Regions from separate parts of the Sus scrofa genome. Here regions 1 and 2 are each linked to region 3. The links are chromatin contacts, called in public HiChIP or PLAC-seq maps. All regions are on one chromosome and are shown on one strand. The core of a region is the stretch at or near the end of the contact, and the rest is flanking DNA. Distances in the headings are between cores, read along the strand shown.

Region 1 (4,024 bases), core at 356-2,855, 180 kb after region 3:
GTGTCTTATCCAGTAAGTGTGGACAGAGGCATGGCTGGGAACACCCTTGAGATGCAGGACTCTCTTTTGGCACACTCCATGAGGGCGCTGCAAACAATGACAGATGCCACCGTGTACATCACTGTAAACTCTTTCAAAGGTTCTTCCACACCTGTCTCATGGGCAGGGCTAGAATAACCTCCTTTTGGCAAATGAGTCCTGTGGTCCAAAGAAGTAGAGCGTGCAGCCTTTCTGGTGCTGCAAAGTGGGGTCCCCAACCAGATCTATCCCTGAGTAGTGACACGTAAGGTGCCTTCCAATGGGCGCTGATGTGTGAATGAGCAAGAAAACAGAAGGGATCAAAGAACTAAGCAGGGACGGGTGGATCTGTTAGAGGGATGTGTTAGAGGGTTGGCTCTGGAGAGGGAAAAGGAAAAGTGACTCCAGAAAGGGTGCTTCCAGCACGTGGTTGAAAGGGAGATTAGTAGGCAGAGCTGGGACAGAAAATGCGAACAGGAGAAAGGTGACAGAAATGACTGCGGATCCAGGGATCCTGGTCACTCCTCCCACGGCTGGAGGAAGGAGAGCCACAGTCTGGAGGTTAACAGGCATCTGACAGGTGTGGGGTGTGCGGCCTGGCGCTGAGGACGGGTCGTCCCGGGGGGCACGCGCGCGACCAGGGCCCTCCCCTGCGCCGGCCAGGGACGTACTGCTGTCTCGCGCCTCCTGCGGCGCCGAGGGCTGGCCCATCTTCACCCAGAGGATGCCCAGAAAGGCGAGCAGCAGCCCCAGGCTGGCCCAGAGCAGCAGCCGCGACAGCCAGCGCTCCAGCCGCCGCCCCACCTCGGGCCGGGCCCGCGCCGCGCCCGTGGGACTCGCTCTCGTCGGTCGCAGGCCCGGGCGCGGGTCGGGGCTGAAGAGGGCGGAGGACGGCCGCGCCGTTGTCGGGGCCGAGGCCCACCAGCGGCGGACTCCGTGGCCCGGGCTCGGCGCCGCCCTATCGGGCGTCCGGGAGTCCTCGTCCTCCTCCGAGCTGCCCCGGGCCGAAGCGCGGCGTCTGAGCGGCGCAGGGCGGGAGGAGTAGGCGAGGCCGCGGCTCCCGGACCAGGAGGGCGGGGAGACCCCGAGGTCGCCATAGGCCCCGGAAGGCGCGTAGGCCGAGCCCGAGGCCGGTGAGGAGAGCCAGGGCTCCGACCGAAGGGAGGCGGCGGCCGGGCGGGCGCGCAGCGGCGCCTCTTCGCGCAGCCGGGCCTCCTCGCGCAGCCGCTCCTCGCCGCGCAGCCGGGCCTCCTCCCGCAGCCGCTCCTCGCCGCGCAGCCGGGCCTCCTCCCGCAGCCGCTCCTCGCCCCGCGCCCGGGCCTCCTCCCGCAGCCGCTCCTCGCCGCGCAGCCGGGCCTCGCCCCGCAGGCGGCGCAGCTTGTTGCGGTAGACGTCCCGGGTGGTGTCGGTGATGGGTCCCGGCTGGAAGCCCAGGGCCTGTAGCTCCCGCCGCAGCTCCAGGTCCGACAGGCCGGCCATGGCCAGGACACCGCCCCCTGCCCGGCCCCGGCGCTCACAGCACCGCACCCGGAACTGTTCCCGCCGGCGGCCGCGGCGGAGCGGGCGGGGCCCCGCGCCATGATGGGAAGGGCGGTGTTTCCGCCATGTTTGGAAGGTCTGCGCCTGCCCAGTGGGCCGTCCATGACGCGACCAGACCCCGCCTCCGAGACGCCATGTTGAGAAGGTCTGCGCCTGCCTAATTGGCGAACCGGGAAGGGGAGGCCAGACTCCGCCTCTAAGGTCGCCATGTTGGGGAGGTCTGAGTGTTTGGAAGGGTTTTGTTTTTGTTTTCCTCTTTTATTCCTCACTTTGCCCAGTCCTTCTCCTCTGTAAGACCAAGTGATCTTTATCTCTGAATCCTCCGTCCCTTGCGCAGTCCCTTTCCATAGTACTTATTGAGTAATAAGTCACGTTGTTTTAACGGATGAATTACTTGATGCAGAGAGTGGCTTGCAAAATCCCTTGCTCCGGTTGTCTGGGGACCAGCGCGCTCAGGGAGGGGTTCTGGGTCGGGGAGTGGACCCCAGCTGTGCTCACGCCTCGCAAAGCCCCGGCGTTGCGGGCCCCGCCCTCAGCCAGGGACGTCCCATCGTGGGCAGAGGAGCAGTGTGCCCCTGGGAGGAGGCCGCGTGGCCAGCGGTGGGGTTTTCAAAGGAGAGAAGTGTAGAGTTAAGAGTTCTCGCTCCCAGCTGCACCATTAGACGTGCGTTCGTATCCAGTTGACATTTCCAGCCTCCAGGAGGCAAGGATGAGGAGAGGTGATATGTTCTCGGAACGTGGCTGGCACGTGTGCCCGGGTGTTTACACTTGACACTGGTGCCGCGTGGAGCCTGCGCTGTGTGCTTCCCGAGGCTCTCGGCAGAGAAGCCGCTGCAGCTGCGGGAGTCATGGGGCGTGATGACAAATGGAATAAGGCTATGTGTCGTGGGCTTCCTTCTGCCTCCGCATTCCTCATCGCATTCCTCATCGACTGCCTTTCTCAAACACTTACTGTCGGCCTCAAGGGTTCCATTCCATTTCTACCTCCAGTGCAGGTCGCTCCTTCCCGCAATCTCCCCGCCTCCCCTACCGTCCCTTTGAACCCGTCCTGGGCAAGGTCTCTGCCAGCGTTTGCATTCCCGCCCCTTGCTCTATCGGCGCATTTATCACTGGCCACCTTGCGGGTAAAATTACAGCCTGGGCTTGGTCAGCCTCCCGAGGTAGCCTCCCCATCACCCCTGACTTAGCTGCTCCCATGTGGTGCGATTTCTCTCACCAAGTGTTGTTTTCTTTTTCTCTGCCAGTGTTTGCACGGAATGCCATGAATTTGATATAGTGATTGCCTAACACATATACCACATAATAGTATTTTATTTCTTTCTGAAGCACTGTTTGCATGACAAATGGGTTGGTAACATTTGTGCAACTCCTTGCAGCTGTGCAGTTCAATATATAAAGAATGAGCCTTTCAGCATCAATACCGGCCCTGTGAATTCTAAGAGGGCTTGAAACTGATGCTTAAACAGACTTCACCTTGCAGCATTTGGCAGAGTTATGGTCTATTTCAATGCAGTGGGTTTGGGGCGATTTAAAAACATACTGAATAGAACCCACCCCCAGGGGTCCCCAGTGTGGGTTTTGTCAGTCTTCCTTGGGTTTGGGGGTCTGGGCTGCTGTACACACCAAGCCCCAAGTGACCCCCCAGCCTTCCCCCAGCCCCACCCAGCCCTGTTGTTGTGGCTCCAGCCTAGAACCCATCCAGTGCAGTGCTCCCCCCACCCCACCCCAGGTGGCCCACCTCTGCCTTCATGGTGGCAGTGACTAGGCAGTCCTTGGCCTTGTCTGGCTGGGTGCCGGTGTAATGCACCACCACTCGCTACTTCCCTTCTTCCCCCTCTGAAGAGAAGCCTCATGATCAGACTGAAAAAAGCAGAAAAAACTCTCAGGAGTCCAGGGTCTTCCCAGGTCTCCGGTCTCTTTTCTCCAGAACTCCCTGCTGTTAGGTTTGCTGAGGGAGGAACGTGCAAGGCCAAGTTAGCAAAGCAAGAGAGATTTATTAAGGCATCAGAGGGGGACGGGGCTGAGCTCAAGATGGCACCAGCCCCGACTGTGAGGAGATGCTAGGCTTGTAAAGGAACTGTGGCTGGTGTTCCTAGCAGGGAACTTGTGGCAGGATCAACAAAGAAAGAGGGGAAGGTCAAGGGAGGGGGCAGGGGCGCCCATGACAGAGGGCGGTTAATCCTTGTAGGTGGCTAAGCTTGGCAGGCAGTTGTTTTCCGCAGGCCATTGTTTCCTGCTGCCCAACTTGAGAGGGTGCAGCTCTTATGCTGGGCTGCACCCATGTCTGAAGCAGGTCTCCATGCTGAACCGCCACATTGGTGGGGGGGTGTGTCTCGGTTCTCCTGGGAACCCATCACCCACTCTGCCCACCCTCCCAGAATTGATGACCCTTCAGCGCCTGCGTCAACACTCTGCGCCCTCAAGGCACTGTTACCCACTCTAGGGGTTTTTTTGTTTGTTTTTTTTC
Region 2 (4,424 bases), core at 231-2,730, 160 kb before region 3:
GTGCTGGAAAAGGGAATAGCGGAGAAAAAAAGAAAGAAAAAAATTGGGTCCCTTCAGTAATATTTTCTTCTAGCCCCACTTCCATCCTGCTCTGCACCCCAGTCAGCCCGCTGGATCCTTTTACACCCTCAGGCTCACCTTGGCTGCACTTGCAATATCCACAGCCTCTGCGATGTCAGCCTGGCGTATCCTTGCTGTGTCCTCCCCATCCTCACCTTCCAGAAACCTGCCAGTGAATGTCAGGGTTGCATTCAGCTTTCCGATGTGAAGTCAGTGTATCAACATAAAAGTGAGAAATGAGAGCCTCATAAACCAGGAGCTGGGGAGGCCCACATTACGGTCCACTTACCCAGGTTCCTCAGCCAGCAGCAGCTCAGAACGAGCAGCTTTGACGCTTATTTCCTCTTCCTCAGCTTCAGCAGCATCAAGCCGGCTTTGGGCTTTGGACTTGGAACGGGGCAGCTACAATCATTGGTGGGAGAGGAATGGGCGAGTATGGGGGTTACAGGAGAGCCACCTGACCGCGCCTCCATCCAGCTCACCCAGACACTCCCTGCCTGCAACTCCTCCCCACTCTCCGACCGGTTCTCACCTTTTTGGATTTGTCGATGCGACGGAACTTTCGAACTACCTCCACAGGGACAGGGGCGGGGCCTGCAAACGGGTCCTGGGCCTGGGACAGGAATGGGGCAATTAGTAAACAGGCTCGGGTTGATCCCAACTCTCGTACCCTCAAAGCACGAGGAGACTTGCCTCGCCACCGTATAAGGTCCCAGGCTCACCCCAGACAAGCTCCGCTGAGGGCCTGGACTCCTCCATTCTTGGGATTTCTTTGGGACCTGGGGCTTCTTGGGGAACCGAGACTTCTTTTGGATGGGAGCGTTCTTTGGCTTCTGAGGGCGGGCCTCTCGATTCTTCTTCTGTTTACGAGGGGGACCCGGAGAGGCTCCGGCAGCTGTCGGAGCGGTCTCTTCCTCCCAGTATCGCCGAGGTTTCTGCTGGCAGATCAGGACCCCTGATATTCCGCTGCCTCCTCCCCGCCCCTCCAACCCCTCAGCCAAAAACTTTCCTTTCAACCCAAGGAGGTCTCTACCTTTCTCTTGGCCTGAAGTCTGTCCTTCTTGGGCGGGACATCACTGCCAGGCTTGGGGGCTGTCTCCATCAAGCCCACCCGAACCGCGACACACGTGCAAACTCCTCTCAGCTGTCCCACAGTCGGATTGAAAACTCCCGGAAGTCTTCCGGCCCTCATCCAATCAGCTCCGCCCCAGGTTCGAAGCCCTCGAGGCGCCATCTTGGGTGAGGGCGCTCTCTCCAGTGAGGTGGGGGGCAGACCTTGGCCCCGCCCCCGTGAGGCAGTTTATGCTTGAGTAATGAAAGAGAGGTGGTCCGGAGCCAGGACTCAAGTTGACTGTGCAGTTCCTTTTTCCAGCTTCGTTTCCGCATGTTGCCTAGAACGTTCCGAGTCCAGCCTTTTAGAAAAACGCCACTCGTCTAACAAGTGAGAACTACAGTTCCCGGCATGCGTCAGACGAGAGCTTCCGGCGCCGTCTCTTCCCAGCATTCTCTGTTTACTTCCGGGTTCACCAACACTGAAAGAAGAACGTGAGTAGATAGAGCAGGCGTTCGGTTGAGGGCTCTGGGGTCTCTTTTCCCCCGCTGCCGCCTAGAGCAGGGGTGGAGTCGATATCTCGGACGGGGGGAGACTGCGGTGCCCCGAGGGGCTGCTTCTCAAGAGGGCTGTCATTTCCGCAGGCCGGAAAGGGGAGCTCGGGTACCTTCCAGAGTGTGCAACCCAGCGCCCCTCTCCCTCTTCCCGCGGAGTTTCGTCCTCGCCATGGCTGAGCTGATCCAGAAGAAGCTACAGGGAGAAGTGGAGAAATATCAACAGCTACAGAAGGGTAGGGGAACGGGGTTGTCCCGGTTCTCTCACTACCCGAAGCCTTACAAGATGCGTCCTGCCCCTCTCCATCCCACCCGTGCCCCTTCCCCACCTCCATGGTGTTCCCGTCCTTGTCGCTCCATTTCTCACCAGGACGGTAGGGATTGGGTGGCATATCTGATGTCTTTAATCAAGTCTTCCCTCCCACCCGCCAGACTTGAGTAAGTCCATGTCAGGGAGGCAGAAACTAGAAGCACAACTAACAGAAAATAATATCGTGAAGGAGGTGAGAGCACAGGATTTGTGGGGCGAGGAGGGAACTTGTCCTGGCAATGTTTCTGATCACAGATGTCCTGCCCCTCCATCAGGAACTGGCCCTGCTGGATGGATCCAACGTGGTCTTTAAACTTCTGGGTCCCGTGCTGGTCAAACAGGAGCTGGGAGAGGCTCGAGCCACAGTGGGGAAAAGGCTGGACTACATCACAGCTGAAATGTGAGTCTTTGTTCCAGCACCTTCTGACAGACATGCCACGGTGGAAGACGTGTTGAGAAAGCCTTGTAGAGTAGCTTCCAGAGCTGTTCCCACCACCACCACCACCCAGTTCCTCCAGCCGCTTTCCTTTTAACCCCTCTTCTCCTCCCTCCCTTGGATCTCACGTTCCCCACCAATCTCCTTCCTGCCTTCAGCATCCTCAGCAGTAAGTCTCATTAAGACCTCACCGTTTTTGGTGTTCTGTCTTCCTCAGTAAGCGATACGAATCCCAACTCCGGGAACTGGAGCGCCAGTCAGAGCAACAGAGGGAGACCCTGGCTCAGCTGCAGCAGGAGTTCCAGCGGGCCCAGGCAGCCAAGGCAGGGGCTCCTGGGAAGGCCTGACCCTGTGGAGGGGGGAGGGAGGGGGTGGGAATGAGGCAGCTCAAGGGTCTCTACTGTAGTGAATAAAATGTGAAAACACCTGGCTGTTTTCTCACCAGCCACTTCTGTTGTAATCATCTCCACCTTTTCCCCTGGTCCCTTCTCCCCTTATATGTTTATCGCTTCTGTGACTCCCTCAGGTCCAGACTCTTGCAACTGGGCACTCTGAGGCCGAGTAAGCCTTCTTTATTGAGACTGAAATATGAAATATCTCAAATCTCATTTTTCCTGTATATGCAGCCCTTAGGTCTCCATTATCCTGGTTGGAAACATGAGAAGGGCATTTGCAATGCAGTGGTTTTGGGTAAAGTGAGTTTAATTGAACTCAGAATTTTCTAAGCTGTGACCCCAGAATGAAACATGGGGACCCTCCCTGCTGATTTCCCATCATCTTCAAAATAGCCCTGGCATCCCTCTAATTCGTTTTAGTCTTTTTTTCTTAGAATTTGCTTGAATGTAGCTTAAACTGATTTAAAATCTCAACACCTAACGCTCTGATATCATACGTCCTCCATGTTTATACGTTGTCCACAATGTTGTTCTTCCGTTTCTTTGTCCTCAAATTGTTTCTTACACATTCACAGGTGTGGGGGTTTTTGCACGGATCACTTTAATCAGGTGGCTAGAACTTGACAAGGTTTTGTAACAGCTGAGGAGAAAAGTTTAAGAGCAAATAAAGGGATGGAGAGGTTGCCAGGGAGGCAGAAACCATACTGAGGAGACCATCTCCAGCAGCTCCTCGCTTTCAGCTCTTCATGGACGGAAAACACAGCCCCTCTTATTCCACAGTATCCACTCTCAGCCTGCCCCCCTGCCCCCGCCCCCGCAGCATCAGTGGCCCACGCTGCAAGGAATAGAATTCAGGTAGTGTTTTGGTTTATTAGTGTTGTCACAGTGACAGGAATCCCTAGAGCAGGAAAAGGAACTCCTACTTGCCATTCCCTTTGCCTGGGGCTCAGAGCCTCTAGGCTTTTCCCTTCTCCCACTTCTAGGCCCTTCTTGGGCCTGGGCATGCGAGGGTGTGGCCAGGTGTCAGGAACCAGCTGTGTGCCACACTTTTGGAAATCGGGAAGAGCTACACACAGGTTGTCCACCTTGGGATCCGAGGTGACCAGTCCCACAGGCTGGGTCTTGGCTGCCTGGTAACCTGGCAGCACTTCACTGCCCCAGGGTAGTTGGCCGCCTTGCTGGATTTTCTCCCAACGTAGCGCCCCCGTCTGGTATGGCCGCAGTGAGTTCTGTGAGCCGAGGCTCTCCCCTCAGAACAGTGCCCGGGCAATCTTCCTCCCCGTGGCTTTGATCCTGGGGAAGGAGCCCCCTCCCCCCGCGCTCGGGGGCGTCCCCGAGGCAGAGGGGCCCAGCGTAGCAGTAGAGGGCCTGCGCCGCTGCCGCAGGAGGAAATCGTGGGACGCACCATCCATGGCGTAGAAGACGTTGGCCGAGGCGGGGATGGTCAGCTCTGGAGGTTCCAAAAGGGGTGTCAGGCACAGCCCCGGGAAGGGATGGGGGGGTGAGGAAGCACCCCACCACAGCACCGCTCCCCTGCCCCCAGCCTCTGACCTCGCTCCCCTGGTAGCAGCTGCACCAGCTCATACTCTGAAGCCACTGCAGAATCACGATTGTTTTT
Region 3 (4,253 bases), core at 567-3,066:
ACAGAGGAGTCCTCCCCAGGGTGCCGGACACAGAGCAAATTGACCTAGCCACAGGGTAAGCACGGTCATACCCACTTTCCAGGTGGGAAGAATGAGGCACAGAGAAGTCAGTGCCAAGGCCACGTGCTAGTCCAGGAGTCCGGTTGGTTGTCTGAGCTTCCAGGAGCCCATCCTCCACTCAACACTCGTTTCGGAACCCCCTGAGCAAGGCCAGGGATCGAACCCGTGTCCTGACGGATAGTAGTCGGGTTCATTAACCGCTAAACCATGACGGGAACTCCTCGGATTTATTTCCCAGTTTATGGACCTCAGAGAGTGTCCTTTCCAAGGCAGCTTCCCCGTTTGCCTGTGCTCTTCCCACTCCCTTCTCACGGGGAGTTGAGAAAACTACATGCACCCCTTGCCCTTGGGTCTCCAGCCCCTACTCTCCTTTTTCACCCAGTTCTGGCTGCTGCCTGGGCTGCTCTGTAAACCCTCTGCAGAGGGAGTATTTCCTGGACATGAGCTGTTTCACTTTCAGTTTGCACCCCTTCACTTCCCTCCACCCCAAAGCTGCCTCCATCACCCAGGCAGAGGTCCCTCCTCCCGCCCCAGGGAGGCCCCTCCCTACCCTGGGCCAGCTCCCTGGGAGGACCAGTCAGTGCACCCTCCCCGCCCACCCCTCCCTCTCAGGCCTGGGGCTACTTTCGAAAGCAGCAGAAAGAAGGGTGGGGACGGTCCGGACCACCTGTGCCTCCCCTCCTCCACCCAGTGCCACCTGGGGAAGACCGACCTTGGCCTGGCATGCACCCATCCCAGCAGCCTCCTCCTGAACAAGGTGCCCTTCTGGCTCCCTTGGTGCCCCCAGGACTGCAGGGCTGGAGGATGCTGACAGCACCCCTGCCACCCTCGGGCTCAGAGCTGGGGAGAAGTTGGCGCCTCAGAGCAGCCCCAAGGCCCCAGGCCTTGCTGATCTGGGTCTACCCCTGCCCCCTCCAAGCACCTGACTTCCTGGTACTCTGAGTTCCCCACTTGTGGGGTCTGCCCAGGGGAGGAGGGTGGCCAGGATGCTTCCCCAGGGGAGGTGCCTGACTCTAGACCGCTCTTAGGTCTCCTGGGGCAGCAGGGAGGCTGTAAGTTCTCCCCGTGCCCTTGACCTTGGCTCTGACCTCCCCCCCCATCCCCCAGACTGCTAAAGAGCCTGGTTCTTTGACACCCGATTCTCGGGCCCCTAGGGCCAGGGTGAGAGGGGAAGCTGCCTGAGGGGTGGCCAGAGGGAGCCCCGGGTGGATCAGGCCCCGAACAGGGCTCGGTGGAGTCCCGGGGGTTGGGGGGAGCCTGAGGCCTTCCCCCCCCAGCCCCCTGCCTCCCTCACCTACCCCCGGCCCGGAGCTCCCAGGCGTGGGGAGCACAGGCGGGACCCTCCCGGCTTACCTGCCCAGACCCTGGCCCAGGCCTGGGTTGGCTCAGCAGGGCGGAGGCCGGTGATCCCAGTGGCCAGTGGCCACTCCCAGGGTAAGGTACCCAGGCTCGGCCTCCAGAGACGGGCGCCAGTGAGTTCCTGGTGTCAGGATGCAGCCTGGGCTGGTCCCAGCGCGGCCTTCGGGACCCGCGAGGCTTTGGCGATCATAGAGGTGCCGGCGGCTCCCGCTCCAATCAGCTCCCTCTAGAGGAAGTTGCTCTGCGGCCGCCGGATGCAGCCGCTGAAGCCTGCAGCACGGGGCTGGGGCTGGGCTCAGGGCGGAGAGCGCGGCTCCCACCCCTGCCGAGTGTCCCCACCCACGGCTTTTCCCACCCGGGTTCCCTGTCCTCCTCCTTGATCTTGCCCCACTTCTGTCCGTCGGTATCAGCAAGAAAGCCAGGCTGGTGAGGTTTGTGAAGCCCTGCTGTGTGCTGGGCACTTTATTTTTTTATTTTTTTTTATTTTTTTTTCGTCTTTTTGCTATTTCTTGGGCCGCTCCCACGGCATATGGAGGTTCCCAGGCTAGGGGTCCAATCGGAGCTGTAGCCACTGGCCTAGGACAGAGCCACAGCAACACGGGATCCAAGCCGCGTCTGCAACCTACACCACAGGTCACGGCAATGCCGGATCCTTAACCTACTGAGCAAGGGCAGGGATCAAACCCACAACCTCATGGTTCCTAGTCGGATTCGTTAACCACTGCGCCACGACGGGAACTCCAGTGCTGGGCACTTTAAACCATCCTCACTGAACAGTCTCAACCACCCTTGGAAGTAGGTGCGGTGACCACATCCATTTTACAGATGAACGAACTGGGACTCGGCTGCTTTAAGGAACCTCCGCCAAGGTCACTGAGCGGGGTTTATAATCAGACATGTAAGTGCCATGGGCATAATAAGATGAAATTGAGATTCCACGGAGTTCCCATTGTGGCTCAGCAGGTTAAGAACCCGACTAGTATCCATGAGTATGTGGGTTTGATCCCTGGCCTTGCTCAGTGGGCTAAGGATCCTGCATTGCTGGGGCTGTGGCATAGGCCAGCAGCTGCAGCTCCGATTCAACCCCTAGCCTGGGAACCTCCATGTGCCACAGGTACGGCCCTAAAAAAAAAAAAAAAAAAAAAAAAAAGATTGAAGTTCCACGTACAGTTGAGGCCTGTGTACCAAGCTCCTCGATGGCTGCAGAGGTAGAAACCCTGCAGGTGATAGGCAGGTAGACGTGGACATGCAGAGGGCCGATGAGACTGGTTGTGAAGGGAGGGGTGGGAGGACACACACTCCCACCCTCCTGGACCAGCAGCCACAGCCAGAGGAGGACAGGCTGTGGGGAGAGCTGTGTGCCCCATTCTCAGAGTTGGGGTCCCCACCTCTGCGTCTCCTGGAGCCTCGCCAACCCCCACCCTCGGGGTGCTGCATTGACACCCCCACCCCCACCCCCGGGCACACTCTGCCCCCACCCCCAACCCGCCTTCGCCTTCTAGAACTCTGGGAAGTTTCCAACCCCCTCTGTTCTTAAGCAGTTGGTCCCAGTAGCTGCTGCGGCCCTTCCCTCTTGAGTCAGGTCCCCTTCAGGATGGAGGCCCCAGCCCCAACCCCTCGGGCCCATAATCTGGGCCGCTCGTCCATGTTCCGCCTTTTCCGTAGCCTGGTGGGGGGCAAGGGCAGCCCAGAGAGCTCAGACCAGGCCCTGGTGGGGGGTCAGCCGTGCCCCTTGCAAGAGCAGGACGCCACCCCCCTGATGACTGGCTGTCACGGAGCAGCGGGGCAGAAGGAATCCTGGCCACCTGCCTCGCTGCCCTGTACCCTCGCTGTGGCCCTGCCACGAACTAGTCCCTCGGGGCTGGAGCTAGGGGATGCGGGGGCCCAGACCCCCACCCCTGTGCAGGTCCTGAGGGTGGTGGCCCGGGGTGTAGAAGTAAGGTCAGATCCACGCAGAGGAGGCCAGGAGGCGCTGGGCAGCCTGTCTGAGATGGACGAAAGGGAAGAGGAGGAGGTGGCAGGCGCGGCCTTGGGGGACACGGGGACCTCAGACAGGTGAGAGGTGGGCTCTGGGCAGCAGGGACCTGGGAGCCTCCTGGAAGGCAGAAGGGAGGGTGTGGGCCTGAGCTGGGAGGGTCCGAATGGGAGAAGGACTGGAGAGGTGGGGGTGGGGAAGCAGACTGGGTCCTCCACCAGTGAGGGCTTGGGGATGGAGGTCCCCAAAGGACAGGAGGACAGGCCGGGCCCTGGGAAGGGTGTGTGTAGGGTGAGCAGGGTCCCAGTGCTCCCCAGCTCCTTTATGGGCCCCCTTCCCTGTCTCCCCTCCCCCTTCTTCTGGTTTCCAAGTTCACTTGGACTTGGCGCCCCTCCCTTTACTTTGGGGGAGCATCGTCATCTCTCTGATGGACCCCAGAGGGCTGTGCAGGAGGGGGGAGTAGGCTAAGTGGGGCCTGTGGGAGAACCTTGGGGTGGGGGGTTAGGGGGGCTTCCACCGCATCTCTGGGCTGCACCTGCCACTTCCACCTGACTGTGCTTTGGGATCAGGGGCCGCTTTGCCCAAGCCTTGGAGGTGGATCAAGGATGCCTGCAGAGGGCTGCGGGGCCACTGGAGGTCAGCCCCAAGGCCTTGGCCAGAGAGGAGGAGGAGTGTCTGCTTGACGGTGAGTGTGGCGGCCACAGGCAGGGGAGGTACCAGACATGGACAGAATTGACTCCTCTGGGCACAGGGCCCAGAAGGGCAGGAGCAATCTGAGGGAAGGCCAGAGGAAGGCGGCCTGGGTCTGAGTCCCAGCGCCACTAGGCCAAGCTGTGTGATGGCAGCAAGTCGCTCAGCT

What was found. HiChIP or PLAC-seq counts read pairs in DNA pulled down with a chosen protein or histone mark.
Region 1: an H3K27ac HiChIP or PLAC-seq map of skeletal muscle shows a contact between it and region 3, with 6 times the contacts expected there. The contact joins the promoter of LEMD2 here to the promoter of BAK1 in region 3. A contact is called at or near these places in 2 of 5 promoter capture datasets (fetal skeletal muscle and liver), 11 of 47 Hi-C or Micro-C datasets (embryonic fibroblasts, fetal heart ventricle, heart right ventricle and 6 more) and 2 of 2 datasets of contacts at active chromatin or transcription factors (alveolar macrophages and skeletal muscle).
Region 2: a contact with region 3 is called in an H3K27ac HiChIP or PLAC-seq map of skeletal muscle. The contact joins the promoter of WDR46 here to the promoter of BAK1 in region 3. A contact is called at or near these places in 1 of 5 promoter capture datasets (liver), 5 of 47 Hi-C or Micro-C datasets (alveolar macrophages, blood, liver and 1 more) and 2 of 2 datasets of contacts at active chromatin or transcription factors (alveolar macrophages and skeletal muscle).

Annotation. Positions count from the first base shown.
Region 1 is chr7:29,995,472-29,999,495 of Sscrofa11.1, forward strand. LEMD2 (LEM domain-containing protein 2) reads right to left here and starts at 1,606. Exons shown (of 9, transcript XM_005665892.3): 1 at 690-1,606. The coding sequence starts at 1,497.
Region 2 is chr7:29,652,087-29,656,510 of Sscrofa11.1, forward strand. It overlaps WDR46 (WD repeat-containing protein 46), which reads right to left and starts at 1,481. Exons shown (of 15, transcript XM_005665882.3): 1 at 1,094-1,481; 2 at 783-998; 3 at 593-673; 4 at 350-462; 5 at 139-226; 6 at 1-3. The coding sequence starts at 1,294. PFDN6 (prefoldin subunit 6) reads left to right here and starts at 1,593. Exons shown (of 5, transcript NM_001185179.1): 1 at 1,593-1,605; 2 at 1,756-1,901; 3 at 2,098-2,168; 4 at 2,251-2,375; 5 at 2,629-2,859. The coding sequence starts at 1,838. The coding sequence ends at 2,758. RGL2 (ral guanine nucleotide dissociation stimulator like 2) reads right to left here. Exons shown (of 19, transcript NM_001184893.1): 18 at 4,358-4,424; 19 at 3,444-4,256. The coding sequence ends at 4,057.
Region 3 is chr7:29,813,529-29,817,781 of Sscrofa11.1, forward strand. BAK1 (bcl-2 homologous antagonist/killer) reads right to left here and starts at 1,817. Exons shown (of 7, transcript XM_021098603.1): 1 at 1,414-1,817. It overlaps LOC100156231 (gametogenetin-binding protein 1-like), which reads left to right and starts at 2,522. Exons shown (of 7, transcript XM_005665887.3): 1 at 2,522-3,474; 2 at 3,964-4,079. The coding sequence starts at 3,014. LOC102162214 (a long non-coding RNA gene) reads left to right here. Exons shown (of 4, transcript XR_002345648.1): 4 at 1-1,948.